Regions from separate parts of the Sus scrofa genome. Here region 1 is linked to region 2. The links are chromatin contacts, called in public HiChIP or PLAC-seq maps. All regions are on one chromosome and are shown on one strand. Each heading gives the region's core, a stretch centred on a gene start, on an enhancer-like site or on the middle of the called end of the contact. The rest is flanking DNA. Distances are from core to core; before and after follow the strand shown. Region 1 overlaps STIM2 (stromal interaction molecule 2). Region 2 has its middle 66 kb from the start of STIM2.

What was found. HiChIP or PLAC-seq counts read pairs in DNA pulled down with a chosen protein or histone mark.
Region 1: a contact with region 2 is called in an H3K27ac HiChIP or PLAC-seq map of skeletal muscle, with 5 times the contacts expected there. The contact joins two enhancer-like sites. A contact is called at or near these places in 5 of 47 Hi-C or Micro-C datasets (embryonic fibroblasts, retroperitoneal adipose tissue, skeletal muscle and 1 more) and 1 of 2 datasets of contacts at active chromatin or transcription factors (skeletal muscle).

Annotation. Positions count from the first base shown.
Region 1 is chr8:20,583,221-20,589,401 of Sscrofa11.1, forward strand. It overlaps STIM2 (stromal interaction molecule 2), which reads left to right. Exons shown (of 15, transcript XM_003128897.6): 6 at 356-471; 7 at 3,396-3,573; 8 at 4,106-4,283. Among named protein-coding and RNA genes, the nearest start is that of STIM2, 130 kb to the left of the region's middle. Within about 2 kb of position 1,396, at least 9 of the 83 cell types and tissues checked have an H3K27ac peak or open chromatin away from gene starts, as enhancers often do. A contact at or near this core is called in skeletal muscle, where this site is marked.
Region 2 is chr8:20,387,262-20,393,353 of Sscrofa11.1, forward strand. No RefSeq gene overlaps it. Among named protein-coding and RNA genes, the nearest start is that of STIM2, 66 kb to the right of the region's middle. Within about 2 kb of position 2,385, at least 37 of the 83 cell types and tissues checked have an H3K27ac peak or open chromatin away from gene starts, as enhancers often do. A contact at or near this core is called in skeletal muscle, where this site is marked.

The DNA of each region.
Region 1 (6,181 bases), core at 146-2,645, 190 kb after region 2:
TTTTAAAAATCTATTAAGTAAATTATAGTTTTCTTGTTTGCGAAATGATAGAAAATAATGATTATAAAATATTTTGAATTTAATCAATTTCTAAGTCAAAGTAAGTTACAGTATAAAGTAACCTTTAAAAACAAAAATATCAATATAACAACTAAATTATTAGCATACGAGAGCATTTGCACTGCTGAGTTTGCACTGAGAAGGTTTTTCGTATATATTATAATAAAGTGTTATAATCATACATGGATGAACTCTTGAAGTAATCATGTAAAGCATTAAATATGTGGCTGAACTACTTAAATTTACATACTAGAATCATTTTTGTTTAACATATATGTATTTCTTAAATGAACAGGATAGCAGTGCATGAACCTTCGTTTATGATCTCTCAGTTGAAAATCAGCGACCGGAGTCACAGACAGAAACTTCAGCTCAAGGCACTGGATGTGGTTTTGTTTGGACCTCTAACACGTTAGTACTCTCTCTCACAAAATATGATGGAAAAGAATAATCAGATCCTCTGTTTGTTATTTAAGAAAGAAAAAAGAAAGTAGACCACTAAGAGGAATCCTCTGTTAGGTATAGAAGAAATGAAATAATACCCTAAGAACAAAAGATTTGTAGGGTGAGATTTTCTGTCATGGAAATGTGGAGAGTAGAATTTTCAGTGCTGGTTACTGATACAAAAAGTTGTAAAACCTGTATATTTGTTGATAATTTAGAATTAAATTTCTAGTTTTAAAGCTCTTGGCCGCAGTCTTAAGGTTGATGTTATTATAGCTGGACGTTCGTTCGTTCACTGAAGAGTCCCTTTAAAAAGGTGCAGTCTCGCCATCTTGATGACATGAAGTAATAAATCCTAACTTGTCTTCATTGCTTACCAGGAAAAGGACTTTTTAGATGTAGATCAAAAACAGAGGCCCTAAAGGCCCACGTGAAACTGTACGAAGTAACAGACTATCTTGGCAGAAGCACTAGGCAGAGAATGCTATTTGATTGTTCTGAAAAAGAAACGATTTAGAAACTATGTCATTTTTGTAAGGAAAATAAACCTTCTTCTTTAATTTGACAGGAATACTTTCTTCCCAGAAGGAAAGTTTAATACGTTTACTTCATTTAATTTCAAATTACAGAAAGCTTTGGGAGAATGTGTTTGAAGAGTACGCATTTTAGAGGAATTACATTTTATTTTTCAGAAGCTAAAAAGGAATAGCAAAATTAATCGCAAGAAAAATGGCTTTGACAAATTATAACTCCAGAAACTAATATTTATTTTGCCTCAGTTCTTGGAGTTAAGAGACTTACAGATTTTCTATGAGACCGTATGGAGAGTGCCCCTGCTATAAAAGGCTTACTGGAGTGGTTGGATAGATTCCATAACTTTACTGGTGGTTCTTTTTTGGCTCAGGCTAAAAGAGCAGCTGGTGAAACAGCTGGAACTCCCCTTTGTGAGAGTTGGTGGAAATGCACTGTTGGTGGAAATTACAAACCCTAGGAAATGGAACACTATCGAAGTGCCAGGCATTCCACAGAGATGATACCCTTTCTAACCTTTTCCTTGTCCTAAGTTTTCAACTGAATCTGCTGGGGGTTGGTTGTCTTCTGTTGAGATTCGATCTAATTTTTCCATGTGAATGATTGGGGCAAATAGGACTTAAACTATAGAATTTCTCTATATATACAACCTGGTCGGGAATGTTTCTATTTTATTCATCCAAGAACAAACTACCCTCTAAGCCAAGCAGTATTATTTGAAAAGAAACCAAACTAGTCTCAAAGAATGTTGAAAACAAATGTTTTAATAAACAAACCAGTTAAGAAGTTAATGATGCATTACCTTTTTAATGTGTTTGTCTTAGAATTATTATTTGAGGGAATGATCCCTGCAGTTGGAACACCCACGTTAGATTTATTAAAAAAAAAAAACTAGCATTGTCAAGTGAACAGAGATACATTTTAAAGGAGTCTTTACTAAAATCTTGTCCAGTTTGTGGTACTTATTGCCCAGTTTGGGACTTGTCCATCTGTTACTGTTATTTCTGGTGATGATAGTTCAGCCTGAACAAGGCTCCTATTTGAACTAGAGCCTGAGCTGAACCTCTCGGTCTGAGGCAGAATAAAAATAAACCCTTTGGAGGTTTTAGCCTTCTACTAAAGGGTGAAGGGAGAATCTCTTTCCCGTTAGGCGAGGGTCTGCACTCTGGAGACAAGCATAGCTGAGGGTCTCTGGTAGAGAGCACAGTATTTATCACACTGTGTAAATATATATGAGCCCTAAATTGGTAAACATGAGAACTTGCCATTTCTGTAGAGCTCGTCATCTCATTAGACACGCAAAATGTCTTGATGGCGACCTGGACAGTTAGGCAGTTTTTCAATGAAAAACAGTTATCTCTTCATAACAAATACTGCATTATATTGTATTGGTTATCATATCTCTCTCCAGAGAGCCCCCACACTCAGGGATAAACTAGGAAATTATTTGACTGGCACTGTCTTTGTTTTGTATCACTGAAGAAGACAGCAGGCCCTAGCTCCTTGCTCCTGACATTAGAAACCACGCGGGGGGTTGGTCATGCCTGTGCCACAGGGCAGGCAGTCCACGTTTCCCTCTAGTAACCCAGATATCTCTGGCAAGTAGCCACCGAAAACATTACTCATGAAGATCGTTTAACCCGTGGTTTCTCGACCTTGCTACTATTCACATTCTGGGCTGGACAATTCCTGGATAAGTCTTTGTTCCCACCAGAGGTGGGCAGGGAAGAATTGTGCCTTTCTGGATGTTTAGCAACATCCCTGGCCTCTTCCTACCAGAGAAACCAGTAACAAACACCCCCCACTTCCACCTTTCCCGTTGTGGCAAAGTGGAAATTGTCCAGTGTCTGCTGGGGGGAATATCACCTTTGGTTGAGAATCACTGATTAACATCAATTAGTTGCATGCCTGGGGCTAATGCTTTTTGGTGGATGATTAGGATTTCAGTTTGTTGATCAAAGCATGACAGCTGCCTAACTTGTCTAAAGGAAAGGAGTTGGAATAATGGTGATACTCTTTATAGCTTCTTTTACCCGCAGAAGACCTCTCTGTACATGATTGGAGATGCTGTTGCTTTTTCAGAGGTCCCAGGAGTTTTGTCACTGCCTCTTGTACAGAAGGGGCATGGTGCATCCGTGCAGGTTTATCTCTGCTCTCCTGTAGGTCTAGTATATCACATAGTTATAATAAGTACACTGATTATTTGAAAAAAAATTATTAAAAGGCCAGAGCTTGTATAATAGGAGGGATGTTTCCATATTTTGTTTTGGTTTTAGATATCTAATACTTTTTAAAATAAGTGGCTCTGTGTTGAGATTCTATTATACTCAAAGATTAACCATCTGTAATTCTCTTCCTAGGCCCTCCTCATAATTGGATGAAAGATTTTATCCTCACTGTTTCTATAGTAATTGGTGTTGGAGGGTGCTGGTTTGCTTACACACAGAATAAGACATCAAAAGAACATGTTGCAAAAATGATGAAAGACTTAGAGAGTCTACAGACTGCAGAGCAAAGTCTCATGGACTTACAAGAGAGGTGAGTAGGTAGAAAAGACTCTAAACCTTGTTATTTGTGTGGGGAAAATACAGTTGGTGAATCTGTAATATGGGCATGTACCTACACATTTGTATGTAGGTTGGTACATCAGGAATGGTATGTACACCTCATATTTTTAGAAAAGTATCACATTATCATAATTACAGCTTTATTCTAAAAGTATGTGGTAGGGAATAAATGGGTGGAAGACCAGTGGAAATAAATATCGGTAGAATTGTGTCATCGAATTTTATTTTTAACATGATTTAAATACGTATGATTTTCCTAAAAGTCTTCTTGTGATGGGCATTTCCCCGCTTTCCCTGTATTTCTCACTCAAGGTGGCCAGAAGAGCTACGTAGCAGGCTACCTGACGTTTTTGTTGTCCAAGTTTAAGACTGGTAAAAAAACCAGTGCTACGAATTCGGATTGAAACATGTATCCTATTGCTTGATACATATTTATTCTTCATTTAAAGTGATGAAATTTTGGAAACTTTTGTGAGGAATTTTCATTTTTATTGTTCTGTAAGGCTTGAAAAGGCACAGGAAGAAAACAGAAATGTTGCTGTAGAAAAGCAAAACCTAGAGCGCAAAATGATGGATGAAATCAATTACGCAAAGGAGGAGGCTTGTCGGCTGAGAGAGCTAAGGGAGGGAGCTGAATGTGAATTGAGTAGACGTCAATATGCAGAGCAGGAATTGGAACAGGTATTTCATATTTTAAAAAGTATTTGCGAGGGTATTGGTATTGCCCGCTGAGGCGTTTTTCGGGGTTCTGTTCAGTCTCCTGCATTTAGTTCCGTCATGTATCATATGCTCTTCCCTTGTTGGCAAGAGAGCCGTCTGTTCATATTGTTAGCATTGGTCAGTGTTCATATAGCAAAATAACAAAGTACCCACTAAAAGATGAAGTTGCCATCATGTTCAGTCCTTCGTGAAGCCCTGTCCCACGCCATGTTAATTGTCCTAAGTGATTTTAAGGTGTTTCCCTAACCTAACATCTATAGTATGTTTCCGTTTCTGGCTATAACCTAGTACAGTATATCTAATATTAAACGTCTGCAGATGTTAAGAATCTCTATGAAATATCCATCTGAATCCTGTTCTTGGTTTTAGAACATAATCTGCCACAAATTCTGAAGTTGTCTAAAACATACCCTTTCTAATATCTGCTTCTATTGTGCATTTACCCAAGATAGAATTCAGGCATTGCACAATCCTTCAGAAAAGGAGGGGGGGGAGGTCCTGGGAGAATTTAATTACAGGCACTCATATTAGTTTTATAATTCTGCTATAAAAAAAAAAATCACCACAAACATAGTGGCTTAAAACAACACACATTTATTATCTTATAGTTCTTGAAGTCAGAGTCTAAAATAGGTCCTCAGGGCTACATTCCTTCTGGAGGCTCCAGGGGAGGATCTGTTTCCTTGCCGTTTCCAACTCCTACAGGCTGCCTGCATTTCTTGGCTCCTGGCCCCTTCCTTCATCTTCAAAGCATGTCACTCCAACCTCTCTTTCCATGGCCTAATCTCCTTCTGACTTTGACCCTTTCTTTACTGATAAAAAACTGAGGAGCAGAATGAAGAAGAGAAAACTTACTCGAGTTAATGGAGAGTGACTCACTCGTAAAGCAGGGCCCAGAGCCTAGGTATTCTGCCTCCCACTTTGCTTTGTGCACTGTTGCCTTCTCAGTCAGGTATTAAATAAGAAATAAAACCTAGGTAATGGAGGAGTTTCAGTTTCAACTCATGAGAAAATGTTCGGGGGACATTACTACTTCCTTCAAGATTGTCACTTTTGGTAGGAATTGTCTGACTGAATGCAGCTGTCTTTTGTTAACTGTTAACTGTTCTTTCTTTCATACCCCAGACATCATCTGTTTTCTGGTCTTTTCCACGTAAGGAGTTTGTTCTCTAAGCTGACTCCTCGACCTATTTTGCACTCAGGTCGGTTTACCTGATAAACCTGGTCTGTACAGAATGTAGTAAAGAACCAAGGAGTTAAGAAAAAAGGCCCAGCCCAAATGAGACAGTGTCTCAGAATTAGATACGGTGGCCTGTGGTCCTGTGAGAGCCCCATGCCTGTTTCCACCGAGACTTCACCTGAAAAGCTTGTTAGCTGTTTTTCTGAACTTTGGAGATAGGAAAGCAGTAGGAATTCTGTAGAGACATAAACTGATAGCAGTATTTTACAGGAGACCGCCTCACAGTGAGGGAAAAGCCACAACGTAAAGAAGGACCCCCAGAGCACAAACATTCTGGTATGGGGCTTGGGGCGCAGGGGGCCTGCACACCTCAGGGAACCCGAAGATGACGGCGAGGTTATATGCCAGCACAAATGTAGTCATCCTGGTGAGATCCCGAGTCAGTGAGGGTGGTTTAAAGGAGAGAACTGGGTATTTAAAAGCACCTCTGTCCAACATGAGTCCAGAAATAAGGAACCCAATTTTATGAGGGCTTCCTCTGTGCCAGAAGTTTATGCTATGCACAGCGTTACAGATGGTTTGCTTATAAATTGTCATCCTCACTATACGTAAATATTATTCTCGTTTACAGATGAGGATGTGTAGAGGGGTTAAATAATTTGCCTTAGGTCACACAGCT
Region 2 (6,092 bases), core at 1,135-3,634:
TACATATACATATATACAGTGGAATATTACTCTGCCATGAAAAGGAATGATATAATGGCATTTGCACCAACATGGGTGGACTTAGAAATTATCATGCTAAGTGAATTAGTCAGACACAAACATCATATGCTATCATGCTTTAGATCATATGCTTTAGATTCATGTGGAATCTAAAATAAGGATACAATGAATTTCTTTGCAGAACAGAAATTGATTCACAGATTTTGAAAAACTTATAGTCACCAAAGGAGACAGGTTGGGAGGGGGTAGGAGGGATGATCTGAAGGTTTGGGATGGACATGCAAAATTAGGTTGTGATGATAGTTGTACACCTATATATAAATACAATAAAAGTCACTGAATTTTTTAAAAAGGAAGTTCACAGCCTAGTGGAGGACACTTCAGGTAAACAGGTGATCCTGAAACAGTGTGGTGAGAATAATGTGAGTGTGATGAGGGCGAAAAAGAGAACAAGACCGAGACTGGGGATGAGGGTTTGGGTGGGGACACTGTGCGGTAGGAATGTACATGGACAGCTGTCAGTGACTGATTTCTTGTCCATCTGGCTTGTAAACAGGAACAGAGTTGGGTTCAGACAACTGCTGCTTTATCTATTTCCTTTTCCTTGTGCTACGTAGACCAGGAGCTCCAGGAGTTCTTAAAAATACCACTTCCGGGTGATATTTTGTTTGTTTGTTTTATGACTGCACCCAAGGCATATGGAAGTTCCCTGGCCAGGGACTGAATCCAAGCTGCAGCTTCGACCTTTGCCACAGCTGCGGCAGTGCCAGATCCTTAAGCCACTGTGCCGGCCTAGGGATTGAACTGGGGGCCTGAGCCACTGCAGTCAGATTCTTAACCCACTGTACCACACTGGGAACTCACTTTGGACGAAGACTTTTGGGATATGTAGTCCAGTCATCAGAGCTCTCCCTGTAATATAAAGGGACAGCAGTGTGCACCTGTCAAAAGAATACAAAACTAGGGCTCTCTGGGGCTCCAGGAGAGTCTGGCTCAGGACTCTGGCAAGAGACCTGTTGACCTTTCTTGAATGGTCTTCCCTGGCCCTCATCACCTAAAGACTTGGCCTCCTGGGAACACATCTTTTATCTCCAAAAACTCCCTATAAAAGCAGGGTAAATATTCAATCACTAGCCAGCGGTCAGTAAGGATCCAAAATGCATAAAGTGTGATGTGCTTTATGAGGGGCACCTGATCCTGTCCTGAGTGATTCCAACCTGGTTAGACAGGTAATGTCTACACTAGGAAAGAAGCAGTACCACACTGGGCTACTGTAGGAGGGGTACAGAGACCATGGCAGGACGCTGGAAGTGCAAGAAAGCTGCTCTGCTGCACGCAGGCATTTGGAGAAGGAACACAAGGATGAGTAGACAGTTGAATGGATGGATGGGTGCCCGCACGCACGTACAGATTCTGAACGATAACTCAGTGGTCTGAAAGCCAACTGGGCAAGAGTTACCGGTCTGTCATTTACTGGTGGCATGACCTCAGGAAATTTAATTCACTCCTTCAAACCCAATTTCCTCACCTGATAAAAAAGGCAATAATACTTGCCTTGAAGACAGTTGAGAGTCAGATGTGATGAGGTTTGTAAAGAACCAGGTATATGGTAGGCATTCCATAGAGTGACTCTGCTTATGTGTATTCAGAACGGTGTAGAAGAATTTCCAGGTGGACCTGGACCAAAGGCAGCCCTGAGAAAGGATGAAATTGAGAGGGAGGGAAGGCAGGGAGAGGGCCATCTGTTGGAAGAACAGCGGTGATGAGAACCAGCACCTAGAAAAGCCGGAAGCACATGCAGTGTCGCCAAGGGAGGCTTCCTGGCGTGGTAGTTTCCTGAAGCTGCAAAGGCAAACAGGGGCCTGAGTTTAGAGGACTCAAAATGCTGGCTTCTCCCTGGAGGTCAGCAGGGAATACCCACCATTCAGAGGAAGCAGAAAGGCTCCCTGGCAAGGAGGGGGTGGTGGAAAGAGCCCCCCTCTTCCTTAGCCCGACCTTGACAACATCCGGGCTTCCTTTGAACTTGGAGGCTCTCCCTTTTTACAGTATTTGTAGTTCCTCTTACTTTTACAAGTGGCCCCTGGACTTCCTGTGCCCAGCACAGCTGCAGGACCCGCAGCCAGCCTCTCCTGCATCTCTGGGGGAGCCGCTGCAAGCTGCCCTCTATGGAAAACCCACCCCGGAGGGTGAAGAAGCAAATGATTTTTAAAGATTAGCTCTCACAAAGGGAAAGAAGGGCCCTTAACTGTCCTTTGTCAAATGCATGCTACCTGTGAATCAGAGGAGCTTCTGGTGTGACTCACACTCTCCCAGGGCTCCAAGGGGAAGGCTGCCTGCCAGCAGATCCGGGGCGCGGTGCCAGGCAACCCGAGCCCTGGGCTTGCGAGGCGGACCTCCTGGAGGCTGCCGCTGACGCCCAGGGAGCCTAGGAGCCGCCTGGGAGGCTTCCTTCCATAGGAGGCAGCAGAGTCAAGGGGAGCATCCTGCTTTCAGAAAGCAAGCGCCCTGGAGCTGAAAAGTACCCGGAGTCCACTGATCTTAACGAGCAGTTTAGGGACACCCTTCAGGGAGCCTGTAAGGTCCTGCAGACTTCGGTGGCTCTGTGCATTCTGTGGGAAGAGGACCCCTCGTTTGAGTGAGAGGCTTTGGGTTCTAAGACCCGTACCATCCCCACCCCACCCATGTCTTGATCACAACGGGAGCTCCTCGTTTTGCCCAGAGGGCGTGACTGGGGCCGGTGGCATTTACTCCCCAGGTGGGCAGCTGAAAAGAGAATGGAAGCCAAGTCCCCAGGGCCCTTTCCACAGCCCTGGCCCCCTGAGAGGGCCTGAAATAAGACAAGGCCTGTGATGTTCCGAACAGGGCCCTCTGGATGGACATCACACAGTGACACGCGTGGAGAAGGGTTGCTTTGAAAGTCTCTATGCAGCCGGGCCCCTCTCCTGCTTCTGGTTACCTCCTCCCTCCACAGGCCGCCCACCTGTCACGCTGGCTTCCTCTTAAGAGGACAGTGTGCTCTTGGTGACATTTGCGATGGCAGGATTGCTGAGGCTGACCCCGCGATTATCAAGCACCTGGCGCCGAGGGGGAGGGGAGGAGATCATTGCTGAGTTTCTGGCCCTCTTGGCGGAACATTCAGGGGAAACGGGAATGAGTGTGAACAGAAAAATGGGAGCACTCCCGTGGGCCAGGAGTCTTTTTTTTTTTTTTTTCTTTTTTCTTTTTTTCATGTATTTGAGTGGCCGGTTGTCACTTTGCCCCAGCCTCCGTGGAACATCATCATAGCTGCAGTGATCAAGAGCCTGTACTCTGGGTGCTGACAGGGTGAATTTGAATCCTGGCTCCATCACTTGGTACTGATATAACCCTGGGCAATTTCTTTACCTTCTAGACCTTGGTCTTCCCATGCATAAAATGACATACTAGGGCCCGCCTTTGGCAAAGACAGATACGTGCCCAGTACTCACAGTCAGCCAGACTGTCCTTCCCCGCCCAGCCTTCCTTGCTGGTAGGTCTGCTGTGGGGTTGAATCCTCCAGCAAAGGGAATGTGAGGGGTGCGATGTGCCCTCATTCCAGGCCTGGCCCGTGGAAACTTCCTGGGTGATCCTCCCCATTCTCTCTTATCCCATCTGCTAGCTTAGTGACAGAGCCCCCACATGGAAGGATCCTGGGTCCCTGAGTCACCATGTGGAAGCCTGCCTGCCAAAGACCTGCATGAACAATTACTTGAGGGAAGAACAAACCACTATTGTGTTAAGAAGCTGAGACTCTCTGGTGGGGTTCTACAGCAGTTACCCTCCTAGCCACGGTAAGGTGGTTGTCATAATTAAATGCAGTAACATATGCAAAGTCCGAAATGGCGCCTGGAATACCTGTGCTCCATGCATGATTGCTGTTATGCTGAGAGATGGATGGGTGGATAGATAAGTAGATGTTGAGAGAGAAAAAGAGAGACCGAGAGAATTATCTTTAAGGTTTGCAAAGGTAGATGCCCCAGAGGCTTCTCCCAGTTTTACCGAGATTGGTTTGACACACAGCACTGTATAAGTTTTCGGTATACAGCATAATGATTTGACTTAGCTATATTGCGAAGTGATTACCACGATAAGTTAGCATTCATCCTCTCATATCAATATTAAAAAAAAAGAAAAAAAATTCGATTCCTTTTGAGAAAAGCTTTGAGGATCTACTCTTTTAACAATTTTTGAATATTACTACACAGTGGTTAACGAATCCCACTAGGAACCATGAGGTTGCAAATTCGATCCCTGGCCTTGCTCATTGGGTTAAGGATCCGGCGTTGCTGTGAGCTGCAGTGTGGGTCGCAGACGTGGCTCGGGTCCCACGTTGCTGTGGCTCTGGTGTAGGCCGGCATCTACAGCTCCGATTTGACCCCTAGCCTGGGAACCTCCATATGCCATGGGAAGCTGCCCTAGAAAAGGCAAAAAGACAAAAAAAAAAGTATATATATACACTATACAACAGTGTTAAATATGGCAATCACATTGTTGTACATTAGGACTTATTTATCTCATAACTGGAGGTTTGTATCTTTGACCACCTTCATCTCATCAATTCCCCCTCCTTCTGCTCCCACCCCTGTCTTAATCACAAATCTCATCTTTTTTTCTATGAGTTTAGTTGGTTGTTTGTATGAGTTCATACAGGATTTGTCTTTCTTTATTCCTTAGTTCTCTTAGGCCAAAGTATTATTTCTTAGATTATCTCCAAGATAATATTTTAAAGTATGTTTTTTCTACACAGCTATAGACTTTGCCTTTGGGGACAAAAGATGGCATTGTAGAAAAATACATTGGAGCATTTATTAATACCTTTCTATGTTTCATGAAGAAAAAGAGAAGACTACCACTTTCCTCAAAGAGAGACAGCAGGGAGGATTTTCAGCTAAATATGGTGTCTGTGCAAAAATAATATTTTCACTTTTCCACTGACATAATTATTAAAATCATTTGCTTTTTGAGGAAAGGAAGGAGGAAGGAAGGAATGAAGGAAGGAAGGAAGGTTCCCCAAGTCCTGCTTTATCACCTCTTTCTCTCCTGCTCTAAACCCTGCATGGCTCTTGGCTGCTTCCCACAGAAAACCTCAAATGTTTCTAGAGCAGAGCCTCAGTGGTAGAAGAGAACAAATTCTGTCATCCATTCTTTAATCATTGATTCAATTCATTCTAATAATATTTTTTTAAAAAATTTTATTGGAGTATAGTTGACTTACAATGTTGTATTAGTTTCAGGCGTACAGCAAAGTGAATCAGTTATACATATAAATATATCCATTCTTTTTTCTCATATAGATTATTACAAACTATTGAATAGACTCCTGGTCTATACAGTAGGTTCTTATTAATCACCTATTTTGAACAGTAGCATGTCTATGTTATTCTAACCCTCCCAATTCCTCCCTCCCCTCTAATGAAACCTTTAAGCACCTGCTATGAACCAGGGGATACAACAGTGAAAAAAACAGACACAGGCTCTCTGCCCTGATGGAGCTTACTCTAGAGTGCACAAAGATAGAGAATAAATGAATAAACAAGCTACATCATGGTACATTATATGATGATAAGCACGAGGGAAAAAAATTAATTGGGGATGAGTAATAGCAGATACCAGGTGTGGGTGTAGGAGGATGATATTTTAAATAAGGTGATTAGGGAAGGACTCATTGAAAAGTGATATTTAAGCCAAGAGCTGAGAAGATGAGGGAGCCAGGTATGTGCAGAGCTGAAGGAAAGTGTTTCAGAAGGAAGACATTTGAGCCAAATGCAGGTCTGGAATGTTTGAGGAGCAGCAAGGAATCCAGCAGGACTGGCATGGGATGAGAAAGGAGAAAGCAGACTAGTCAAGTGAAGACTTGAAAACCATCAGTTGGAGTTTGGCTTTTCCCAAGTGAGCTGGGAAGCCATTGAAAGATTCCAAACAGAGGAATAAATGGTGTGGTCTGACTGAGGTATTGACATGATAGCTCTGGTTCCCACGTGAAGAGTAGCCTAAAGTAGGCAAAGCTAGAAGCCAGGAGACCAGTAAGGCGCCTAAGACAGTATGAGCAAGAG